Regions from separate parts of the Mus musculus genome. Here region 1 is linked to region 2. A link is a contact called in public promoter capture Hi-C data. All regions are on one chromosome and are shown on one strand. Each heading gives the region's core, a stretch centred on a gene start, on an enhancer-like site or on the middle of the called end of the contact. The rest is flanking DNA. Distances are from core to core; before and after follow the strand shown. Region 1 holds the start of Zfp383 (zinc finger protein 383). Region 2 holds the start of Ttc9b (tetratricopeptide repeat domain 9B).

The links. Promoter capture Hi-C pulls out the DNA fragments that hold promoters and counts their contacts.
Region 1: a contact with region 2 is called in a promoter capture Hi-C map of liver, with 7 times the contacts expected there. The contact joins the promoter of Zfp383 here to the promoter of Ttc9b in region 2. A contact is called at or near these places in 2 of 39 promoter capture datasets (both in liver) and 1 of 115 datasets of contacts at active chromatin or transcription factors (astrocytes).

What each region holds. Positions count from the first base shown.
Region 1 is chr7:29,907,262-29,912,112 of GRCm38.p6, reverse strand. It overlaps Zfp383 (zinc finger protein 383), which reads right to left and starts at 3,596. Exons shown (of 5, transcript NM_001243908.1): 1 at 3,462-3,596; 2 at 1,866-1,930. The coding sequence starts at 3,468.
Region 2 is chr7:27,651,949-27,657,259 of GRCm38.p6, reverse strand. It overlaps Ttc9b (tetratricopeptide repeat domain 9B), which reads right to left and starts at 3,336. Exons shown (of 3, transcript NM_028417.1): 1 at 2,913-3,336; 2 at 2,166-2,348; 3 at 1,053-1,349. The coding sequence starts at 3,333. The coding sequence ends at 1,234. It overlaps Gm38973 (a long non-coding RNA gene), which reads left to right and starts at 3,028. Exons shown (of 3, transcript XR_881908.3): 1 at 3,028-4,010. Map3k10 (mitogen-activated protein kinase kinase kinase 10) reads left to right here. Exons shown (of 10, transcript NM_001290528.1): 10 at 274-885. The coding sequence ends at 596.

The DNA.
Region 1 (4,851 bases), core at 2,347-4,846, 2.3 Mb before region 2:
GCTTGCGTTGTCCGGCTGAGCAAAAGAGCCACTCCATGATGTCACCAGACCCGGGACCTCTGGGTTGCCTGTTCATCCAGAAACAGGACACAAAGCCAGGCATGATGCTGCACGACTATAAGCCAGCCCCAGGGAGGACGAGGCAAGAGGACTGATTTGGAGTTGAGCTGTCTTGTCTGCCCAGGTTGCACAGTGAGTTCCAGGCCAGCCTTAGCTATAGAGTGTGATCAAGTCTCAAAGAACAGGCCTGGGGAGTTAGCTCACTCATAAAGAATGCGCATAATGCCCTGGTTTCAAACACCAAAACAATCCTTCATTTCTTACTAATTCAAGTTCTTTTTCTGGTGGCCAAACGTTTTGATTTTTGACTGTACAACCTCAACAGCTTATACACACAGTTCAAACTTCTTAGAATCTTCCACTGCCTGGCTTGGATTTTTAAAAGAAGATTCAAACCCTTGTACAGAACTTGGCATGGTGGCTTATACCAGTGACCCAGTACTAGGGAAGTGAAGCAGGAGACTCTAGAGAAGTGGTTCTAGATAACCAAGTAGTTCTGGATAATCAATTATCCCGCAGAGCAGATATTTACATTATGATTCATTACAGTAGCAAAGTTACATTCATGAAGGGCCAACAAAGTAATCTTATGGGTGGGGTCACCCCAACATGAGGAACTGCATTAAAGGGCTGCAGCATTAGGAAGGTTGCGAGCCACTGATTTAAAGCACGGAGTCAGCCTGGGTTACAGCGAGAGACCCTGCCTCAGAGCTAAACACAACCAACTACACAAAAAACTCAAAATGGGGGCTGAGTGCTTGCTCAGTGGTTAAGAGTGCTTCCTGCTGCTGCACAGGACCTGGGTCTGGATCCCAGCCTCCACACGGTAGCTCGCAACCTTCAGTATGTTCCAGTGACTCTAACACCCTCTCTTGGCCTCCACGGCATGTATGTGGTACTGCGCATACATGCATACATGCAGAAGTATAGTGACTCACACATGTAATTGCAGCTCAGAAGAATTAGAAGTATAAGGTCATGCTCAGCTACTTGCAGAGTCTGAGACCAGCCTGTCTCAAAAATCAAAAGAAAGCCAACAACAACCAAACCACACAACTGCCACGCATAGTTTTTCACTCCAAATATATGAAATGGTTAATGCTGTAAGATCCCACCCTTGAAAATGTCATGAAAAGGAAATTGATCAAACAGAGGTTATCCTTGTGTAGCAAAAATTTTAATTGGCTCTGTTTTCCAAGTTCTTTGAAATAACCATGTTATAGAAAGAAACAAAAACTGTAAGTTGTCTAATTCCTAAATTAACATGTGACCATTAAACAGAAGGAAGTCAGGGAGAACACAGGCCATGTGTCTATGTTGGAGTTTTCCATCATTTCCATGAATGGACAATTGGAAGAACCGGGTCACTTGATAAGTCTGTGTTAAGACATGGAGACAGCTACATAGTTTAAAGCTGTTGTTAAGTTTTGCTGGGACAGTGTCTCAGCTACTAACTTATCCTGACCTCCGCCATTCTGTTTCTCCAAGTGGTTCTTGCTAGCTGCTTCTATCTGTCCTGGGGGCCTTCTGATTCCATCTTTGTCTGCTGGCAACATTGCCAGCCTGGAAGTCCCACCCCCTTAATTCCTGCCAACTGCTCTTTATTATGCAAAAAGTCACATTCCTTATTCTACTAGCAGGCTGGGGAAAGTCGCCTTACTTTTAAAGGGAGGCATGGAAGTGACATTTACATGTCCTACTAGCCAGTTGTCACCAGCTCCAAATAATTGAAAAACAAGAACACACTTTTTTATAGCCAGAAAATACAGTATTTGTGGGTCATCCCAACAGAAACCCCAGTGTACCTTATTTTTGGCGTGGTCCACCGCCATTCCTCTTTTCTCCACTGGGTACCTCTGGAGGAGTGGAGCTGGGGGAAAAAATGAGTCATGAAGTCCTAAGTCTTTTAATAAAAGGCCACCCTGGATCCATACCTGTCACCCAGGGAGAAGTCTAGGTTCTCATGATAATGTCTAGAGTCAGAGAAGGAATGTAGCCTATGTTGTCCAATACTGGAATCTGTTCTTATCTCACTGGGGGTCTCTTAGGACAGAAAATTGGAGTCACTTGGGCAGTCAGAGGCACACCAAATCTACAAACCCACAGCTGCTGTCAGTCACCCACCATGGAACCACATATATCCTCACAAGCACACCCTACCCAAATGACAGCACAACAATGTATGGTTGGATAGTCACAGTCACACATCCATCCTGAGGATGAAATCACAACCACATTTATAGAACCCTTAAATACAACACCACATAAAACCACAGTGCTACAAACGGGCACAACAGGAGACTCACGGCGGAGTCACACAACAGTTATAATCACTTCCAGTTGCCCTCATGAAATTTTACACAATCAATACACAATACACATTCAACAGAACATAACAGCCCCTAAGACACACATACTGTCAGCTTGACAATTACATGCCATCTTCCAATTGTAGTGAGAATTCTGGAATTTTGGTTTCATTAAAAACCACAGGAATAATAAAAAAAAATTGAAAAAAAAACCCACAGAAATATTCTGAGAGTATGTCTCTGCTTTAATTCCAGGTGCGTGTGGGGTGCGTGTGGGAATATGGGGCTACCTCAAAGCAGCTCATTTACCTGTGCTCTAGCATAGGTATGGGTTTGCCAGTGGCAGATAGTTTCTGCAACTGTGTGGCATTTGAAATTTTGAGGACTTTTCAGAGGATACATAAATGCTAGGGTCCAGACAAGCAGGATTGGATTGGTGGTTGTTCAGGGAGTATGGTAAGGTTTGTTAGCAGTCATGATCAAAGAAGAAACAAATTAGAGTCAAGGATCTCTCTCTCTTTTTCTCTCTCTCCCCCATCTATTTTTCTTTCGCTCCTATCTAGCAGGAGGGTGGTGTTGTGTGTGTGTGTGTGGGGGGGGGGGGGGGGTATAAAGGGTCGGTGAATAAAGGAACCCACAAAGTAACAAAGATCAGCTACATCCAACCATGCTCATGGTATCACATAAAGTTACATAATCACACTCAAACATCCTCACAGTCACAGGTACCCAATACACATAGTATACAAACATACAGACAGTCCCCCTCTGATTAACACTCTTGGAAGCATAATTACTGGCTATCTGATATATCCCTCATACACAGGTGCTATACCGTTACACACAATAGGTCCAAACACATTGGGACACAATCACACACACTGCCACAAAGTTATTAATCACATATAATAAAGAAAACGTGCATACGTACACACACAGCTCTGCGCATGTTCACAGGTCATTGACACACCCACCAAAGAATCCTAAAAATCACAGCCACGCACTCACTGCGTCCTAGAGTCACTTAAGGTCACACTTAAACAGAGCCAAAGCCTCACTGCTGCTCATCCTGCTAGACCAGCTCCCACTGACCTGACATCTCAGATACTGACTGGTATTTCCCTTCAGACCCCAGGGCCGCAGCTTTGGAGCCTTAACAAGGGCCTATAGGCCGCTCGCCGTACACTTTCCCGTCCCCGGACGACGAGGGTCCCGCAGGCAAAAGAAGGGGCTGCCTAGCACTCGCGAACGCTTCTGGGAAATGTAGTCCGCGATTGGAACTGGCGGGGAAGATGGCATCCATTCTCGGATTTCCCGCCAGAGCACGGCCTGAGGCAGGCCGAGGAGCTCGTTCCGCATTTTCAATTTTGTGCGTGAAATTCCTAGACAGATATACAAACTCGGACAGAAACTCTTACAATGCATTGAGCCCCTTCCATGATAGGGGGCCAATCTCAGAGAATCACTGTATGTTTTTGGAGTAGGTTTGCACCGGAAGTTGTGTAGAGTCGCGTGTATTTCTGGGAAATGTAGTCTAAAAAAGGAACTGCGTGGCACTGGTCTCCTGGAACAAAGTTGTTGAAATGATTTCTGAGATACCACACCCTGAGTCTGGACATTTCTGGGCCTTGTAACTCACTGTAGGAATTTTCAGGATGACGACAGATTCTCCGTTTTACCCTTTTCTGTTGGCGAGGCTCAGCATAGGATTTATATGATCCATTTAGGTGGCATATAAAAAAAAAGAATGAATATTAGTTATTAAAATCTATCAGATTTAGGAAGAATTGTAAACGAGTGGTTGTTCCCGAATAGGTATAGGGTTCTGTTATAACGTAGTGAAAAAAATTCTCTTCGAATTTTTATTTATTTTGAGTCTGGGTCTCACTCTAGGCGGACTTGCAAGTCACTATGCAGACTTGGTTTGCACTAAACTCACGTAGATCAGTCTGTCTCTGTCTCACAAATGCTTGGACCAAAGGCAAGCTTCATCATACACTGGGTACACCGTTTTACTTTGGTGTTTATGGGACTCATTTCTATATAAATATTTCCTTTCTTAGCTGCACAATATTCTATTTTATGAGTTATGTGTATGAGTTTGTATATCTAGTCACACGTTTGTGGTTGTTACAGTAATCTCTAAATTAGTTGATTTTAATAAAGGAAATAGAAGCGTTTGTTTACAATTCTTCTCGCTCTCTCTCTGTCTTTTGAGACAGAGTGTAGCCCTTGGCTGTCCTGGAACTCACTCTGTGGACCAGGCTGGCCTCGAACTCAGAAATCTCTGCCTGCCTCTACCTCCCTAGTGCTGGGATTAAAGGAGTGTGCCACCATCGCTGGCTTGTTTTTCCTGTATTTGCCTGTAAAGGTCAGAAAGGGATGTTACATCACCTAGGGTTACAGACAGATTTGTGAGCTGGGAACAGAACTCCGGTCCTAGGCAGAGCAGTATAAGCAAGCATTGTTTGTTTGTTTGGTT
Region 2 (5,311 bases), core at 2,087-4,586:
GAGTTCAAGGTCATCTTCGGTTACACAGAGTTCCAGACCAGCCTGTCACAGAAAATGTAAAAAGGTCATCTTCCAGAACAAGCCATTGGAAACTGTGAGAACTTGTTCAAGACCCAAGTGCGGGGCTGCTCATGGCTGTGGCCTTCCTAGAAAGCAGGTGCAGCAAGTTCTGAGAGTCTCTCAGAAGCCAGTAGCCACTTTCCAAGGATGGGGTTGGCATAGAAACGGCGCCCTTTACCCCACCCCTCACCGCATGTGATCCTCTTTCCCTAGGTCCTCGAGACCCCCTGGACTTCCCTCGACTGCCCGACCCCCAGGCCCTGTTCCCTACCCGACGCCGGCCCCTGGAGTTCCCTGGCCGCCCCACCACCCTCACTTTTGCCCCAAGACCCCGGCCTGCTGCCAGCCGCCCCCGTCTGGATCCCTGGAAACTGGTCTCCTTTGGCCGGACACTCAGCATCTCGCCTCCAAGCAGGCCAGACACTCCAGAGAGCCCTGGGCCCCCCAGCGTGCAACCCACGTTGCTGGACATGGACATGGAGGGCCAGAGCCAGGACAATACAGTGCCCCTATGTGGGGTCTATGGCTCTCACTGAGACCTGCCCACCACCACCCGCCTGGGCAGCCATGAATGTAGCGCCCCAGGCCTGCCACAGCCCACCATTTGCCAAGGTGGGGGAGGCCCTGGGCAGGATACTCACTCTATTTATTGGGGAAGGGGGGAGGGGAGGACACTTAATTTATTCCTTTGTACCCCAGGTTGTGGAGCTCTGAGCCCAATCTGCTGTGGGGAGAGGGTGGGTGGGCAGGGATACTCAGGGACAGAATATTGTGGGGGATCTGGCACAAGGCGCAGCATTAAAGGTAAGCCCTGCCCCCTACCAAGCTTGGCTGTGTGTGCGTCCCCTGCCTGGGCCCTGATGCTGATTTACTCCACAGTGGGACACCCTTAAACCCTACATTTCCTCCCTGGGCCTCTGGGTGTCTGCAGAAGTGACAGCTAGGTATAGACCTGTCCTTCATCCCCACAATAAGACCACACAAAGGAGGCGCCAGTGGCAGCGGCTTTACCAGTAAACGCATGAGTCGGGGGAAGGTGCCCGGTGAGGTTGGTGGGACTAAGGTAGAGGCTGCCCCTTGGCCTCAGCCCACGACAGACATTCCGAGCTGGGCAGGTCAGGGGAAGGTGCCCAGTAGGGTTGGAGGGACTAAGGTAGAGGCTGCCCCTTGGCCTCAGCCCACGACATTCCGAGCTGGGCCTCCAGTGCCACCATCACTGTCTTCCCTCTGGAGGCTGCAACGGTTCATCTTCAGCTGAGTCAGCTGGATGTAGCGGAGAACATTGGTGTCTGCAGGGGAGGGACGGGAACATTATCTGGGTGTCCTGAGACAGCAGCCGATAGTTATGTCCTCAGGACAGTCAGCACCTCACTCCCGGCACCTCAGCTGTACCAGCCACCCAGAGAGATTTCACACCTCCTACCTCACACGTGTGGCAGCGGCAGCAGCCGCGCTCTGTCGCTCTGTCGGCAGAGGCTCCTCTCCCACCTCCACTCATCCCCAAGTGACAACTGTTCTCAGCAAACCACTTCACGGGAAAGCTAATCTTGCCTCCTTGCTCCCACAGCCCTACATCTAGCTCCTGCTGTGTCCCCTCCCCATGGGGTTGTGTCATGTCTACACACACATGGACACATGAGTACCCTGACTGCTCTTCCCGAGGGCAGAGAACAAGCATTACAAGCAGATGAGTGGAGGGCCATAGGTGACAGAGGAGCTGAGTGTGACCAGGAGGGAGTGAAGGAATATGGGTGTGGGGGGAGAAATATTCAAGGCCATCGTCGGTGAGTGGATAGGGACACGGATGGGCTAAAGCATTGGGGATGTAGCCTAGTTGGTAGAGTGCTTGCCTTGCATGCATGAGGCCCTAGGTTCAATTCCCAATGAAGAGAGTTGGTTGGGGAAATGCCAGAGGAACAAGGTGAGTATACCTTTGGGGACGGTGGATGGGTGCTGGATGAGTGTATGAGGAATCTTAGGTAGCTAGAGAGAGCTTGTCTGGAGCTGGTAACAGCACTTCCCTGGGGTGGCTTGGCTCTGCCCTGGTCCTCCCGCCTAGGTTTCCTCTGTTCTAACCCCCTGCCCAGCCCAGCCCTGCCACTCACCTGTGGGCTCTCGGCTGCGGGCCTCCTGTAGGTAGCGCAGCGCACGTGCATAATCACCCAAGTGGTAGAAGGCAATGCCGGCACGATAGGTGGCCTTGAAGTTGCCCTGCTGTTTCTCCAGCACCTTGAGACAGTACTCACGCACCCGCTCATAGTTCACCAGCTCCGACTGCAGGAGGCAAGCTGTGGGATGCAGAGACCCTGTAGTCTCAGACACAGCCTGCATCCCCTAGGATTCACATGACCTCAAATAACCTGACCTCTTCCCCTGGGCATATGGGATTGCTCTGGCCACCAGGAGACACTAATCAGCTAACCTGTTAGTATAAGAGCTATCTGCGCCGCCGCTAGAGGGCGCAGGACAGACAAGTCTGAAGCAATTAGCTGGAGGTTTTCCCAAGTAATTATAGAGGGAGGGTCCAAGAACGAAATAGCCGGTGCAGGGTAAGCCTTTCTAACCTTGGCTCATGCGTGGCAGACCGGGGGAAAGAATGAGTCAGGGAAGTGGGGCTTAGAAGACCAAGTCCAGAGCCCGTTTCATTATTCAAGCCCCTGCTTACTCCATCCAAGAAGCCCTATTCATCTACTCCCAACTCTCTTCCTCAGCAAGTTTTGTAGTCTTCCCCGCCAGACCACAGCCCTGACTCCTTCAGCTTCCAGCCACCACAGGCTCTATAGCCTCCTGATTACCCCCTCACTACCCACCCGTTTCACCCGAGTCCTCTGCGCCCCCCGACGGCCCCGTACCAGTGAGGGAGTCGTAACATTCAACCTCTGTGTTCTCCACCAGGCGCCGCTGCTCCTCGCTGAGGCGGGCGGGCCCCGGGCTGGTGGTGGGTCCCGGGGAGGGGGTGGGCAGACCGCCAGGGCGGGCCCCTTGAGCCGCCTTCAGCTGCAGCAGTGCCCGGTGGTACTTGCCAATGGCTTCTCGGAACTTCTTCTCTCGGTAGCAACGCTGACCCTCCGCCTTGAACGCCACGGCAGCCCGCAGGCTGCTGTCGAGCGCCGCAGCCAGGCCCCCAGACGGCTCTGGGGCAGGACCCGACCGAGCAGAGCCATGGCGAGGCGCTGAGCCGGGGCCCGGCGGGGAAAGGGCGGGAGGCGGGCGCGGTGGAGGCTCCGGGGCAGCGCTGAGCATCAGCACCGGGGACAGCGCGCCGCGCTGCATTGTGGGAAACTCCTGCGGCCGCCGCTGCAGCTACCGCATCGCCCCCCGCGGGGCCGGTCCCCACCCTTTCTCCGCCCCCACATCTCTGGCTGCCGTCTCCGGCTGCCCCCTATGGGTCTAGAAAAACCCCTCCAAACTCCCCCTCGCTCACCCTCAAACCAGCCTGGGTCTAGTTGTTCTGGCGCCTCTCCCTTGTCCCCACAGTCCTTACCCTCCCACCCGACTGCATGTTCTCCCGGAGATTTCTAGAAGAAAAAGGCTGAGCGGGCAGACATCAGTTTTGTGGAAAGCTGGTTTTCAGCCCACTAGTCATTTGGCATGTTGGATAAGAATACAGGATTGGGAGTCAAGCTGCCCGGCTTCAGACACTGGTTTCTCATTACTCTATGATTTGGACAATCCCCTCAAATTACCTATTGTACTATAGTGCGGGACAATAGTACATACGTTGGAATCGATTCTTTATGTAATAAACAAATAGCCATTGCTCAATTTCTGTTCAGGGGGAGGGGGTTGATGGGCCAATGTAAAAACAAACAACAACAACAGAAGTCAAGTGGGGTAGCACCTGCCTGTAGTCACACTCGGACATCTGAGGCAGGAGAGTGGAAAGAAGTTTGAAGCTAATCTGGTGCTAACGAGGAAATTCCAGATCAGCCATGAACTACAAAGAAAAGGTAGGTGTGGGAGATTAAGGAGAAGGGAGGGAAAAGGAGAGAGAAAGAATTATTTAGATAGAGCCACATCTCCTAGGTTCACAGCCTAGTGGAGAGACAGACCTGTAACAGCCCAAAGTGGCTGATCCTGGGAAGCGCAGGAGGAGAGCCATGGCTAGCATGGAGAAGTCAGAGGAGGCATTTGCTCTAGGTTGAAGTGTGACTGGGGACTTCCTGGAGGAAAGGCAACTCTGCAACCTAGCCATTCTGTCCCTTGCCTTCCATTTCCAGAAAAGCCAGTGGGGAGGTGACAAGGGTCCCCACTGACAGCCCAGGACCACCAGTACAATAAGGACAACCAAGAAAATGCGGCTGCGGCTGCGCTGTGGTGGCACTCCCCTGCAATCCCTGCACTTAGGAGGCAGAAGCAGCAGAACTCTATGGTTTCCGGGCCAGCCAGAGCTACACCTGACTCAAAAAAGAGGGGGAAAAGGAAAGAAATTCGTTCATTATGGGCCAGCAACATAGCAGTAGCCACCACGTGAGTTCCATCTGTGGAACCAGCCTCTCAAAGTGGTTATCTGACCCCTTCCTACATATACCTGCACACACACACACAAACTCACGCACATACACACACACGCGCGCGCACACGCGCACACACACATACACACACGCACGCACACACACATGCACACACACGCGCACACACACATGCACACTCACATGCACACTCACATGCACACACATGCACACGCACGCACACATGCACACACACATGCACACACACACACACACACACAAGCATGCACATGCACACAAACAAAGAGTGTAAATTTTAAATCCTCTTAGAATTTCTTTTCAAGATACTCATATGCAGGCAAAAAAGAAACAAACAAAACCACAACAACAAAAGGGTGGGGGGAGCTGGAGAGATGGCTCAGTGGTTAAGAGCACTGACTGCTCTTCCAGAGGTCCTGAGTTCAATTCCCAGCAACATGGTGGCTCACAACCATCTGCAATGGGGATCCGATGCCCCCTTTGGGTGTGTCTGAAGACAGCTACAGTGTACTCACATACATGAAATAAATAAATCTTTAAAAAAAAACCAAACCGGCCGGGCGTGGTGGCACACGCCTTTGATCCCAGCACTCGGGAGGCAGAGGCAGGCGGATTTCTGAGTTCGAGGCCAGCCTGGTCTACAAAGTGAGTTCCAGGACAGCCAGGGCTATACAGAGAAACCCTGTCTCGAAAAACCAAAAAAAAAAAAAAAAACAAACCCCAAACCCCAACCTCACCTTGCACTTCAGATCTCCGTCTCT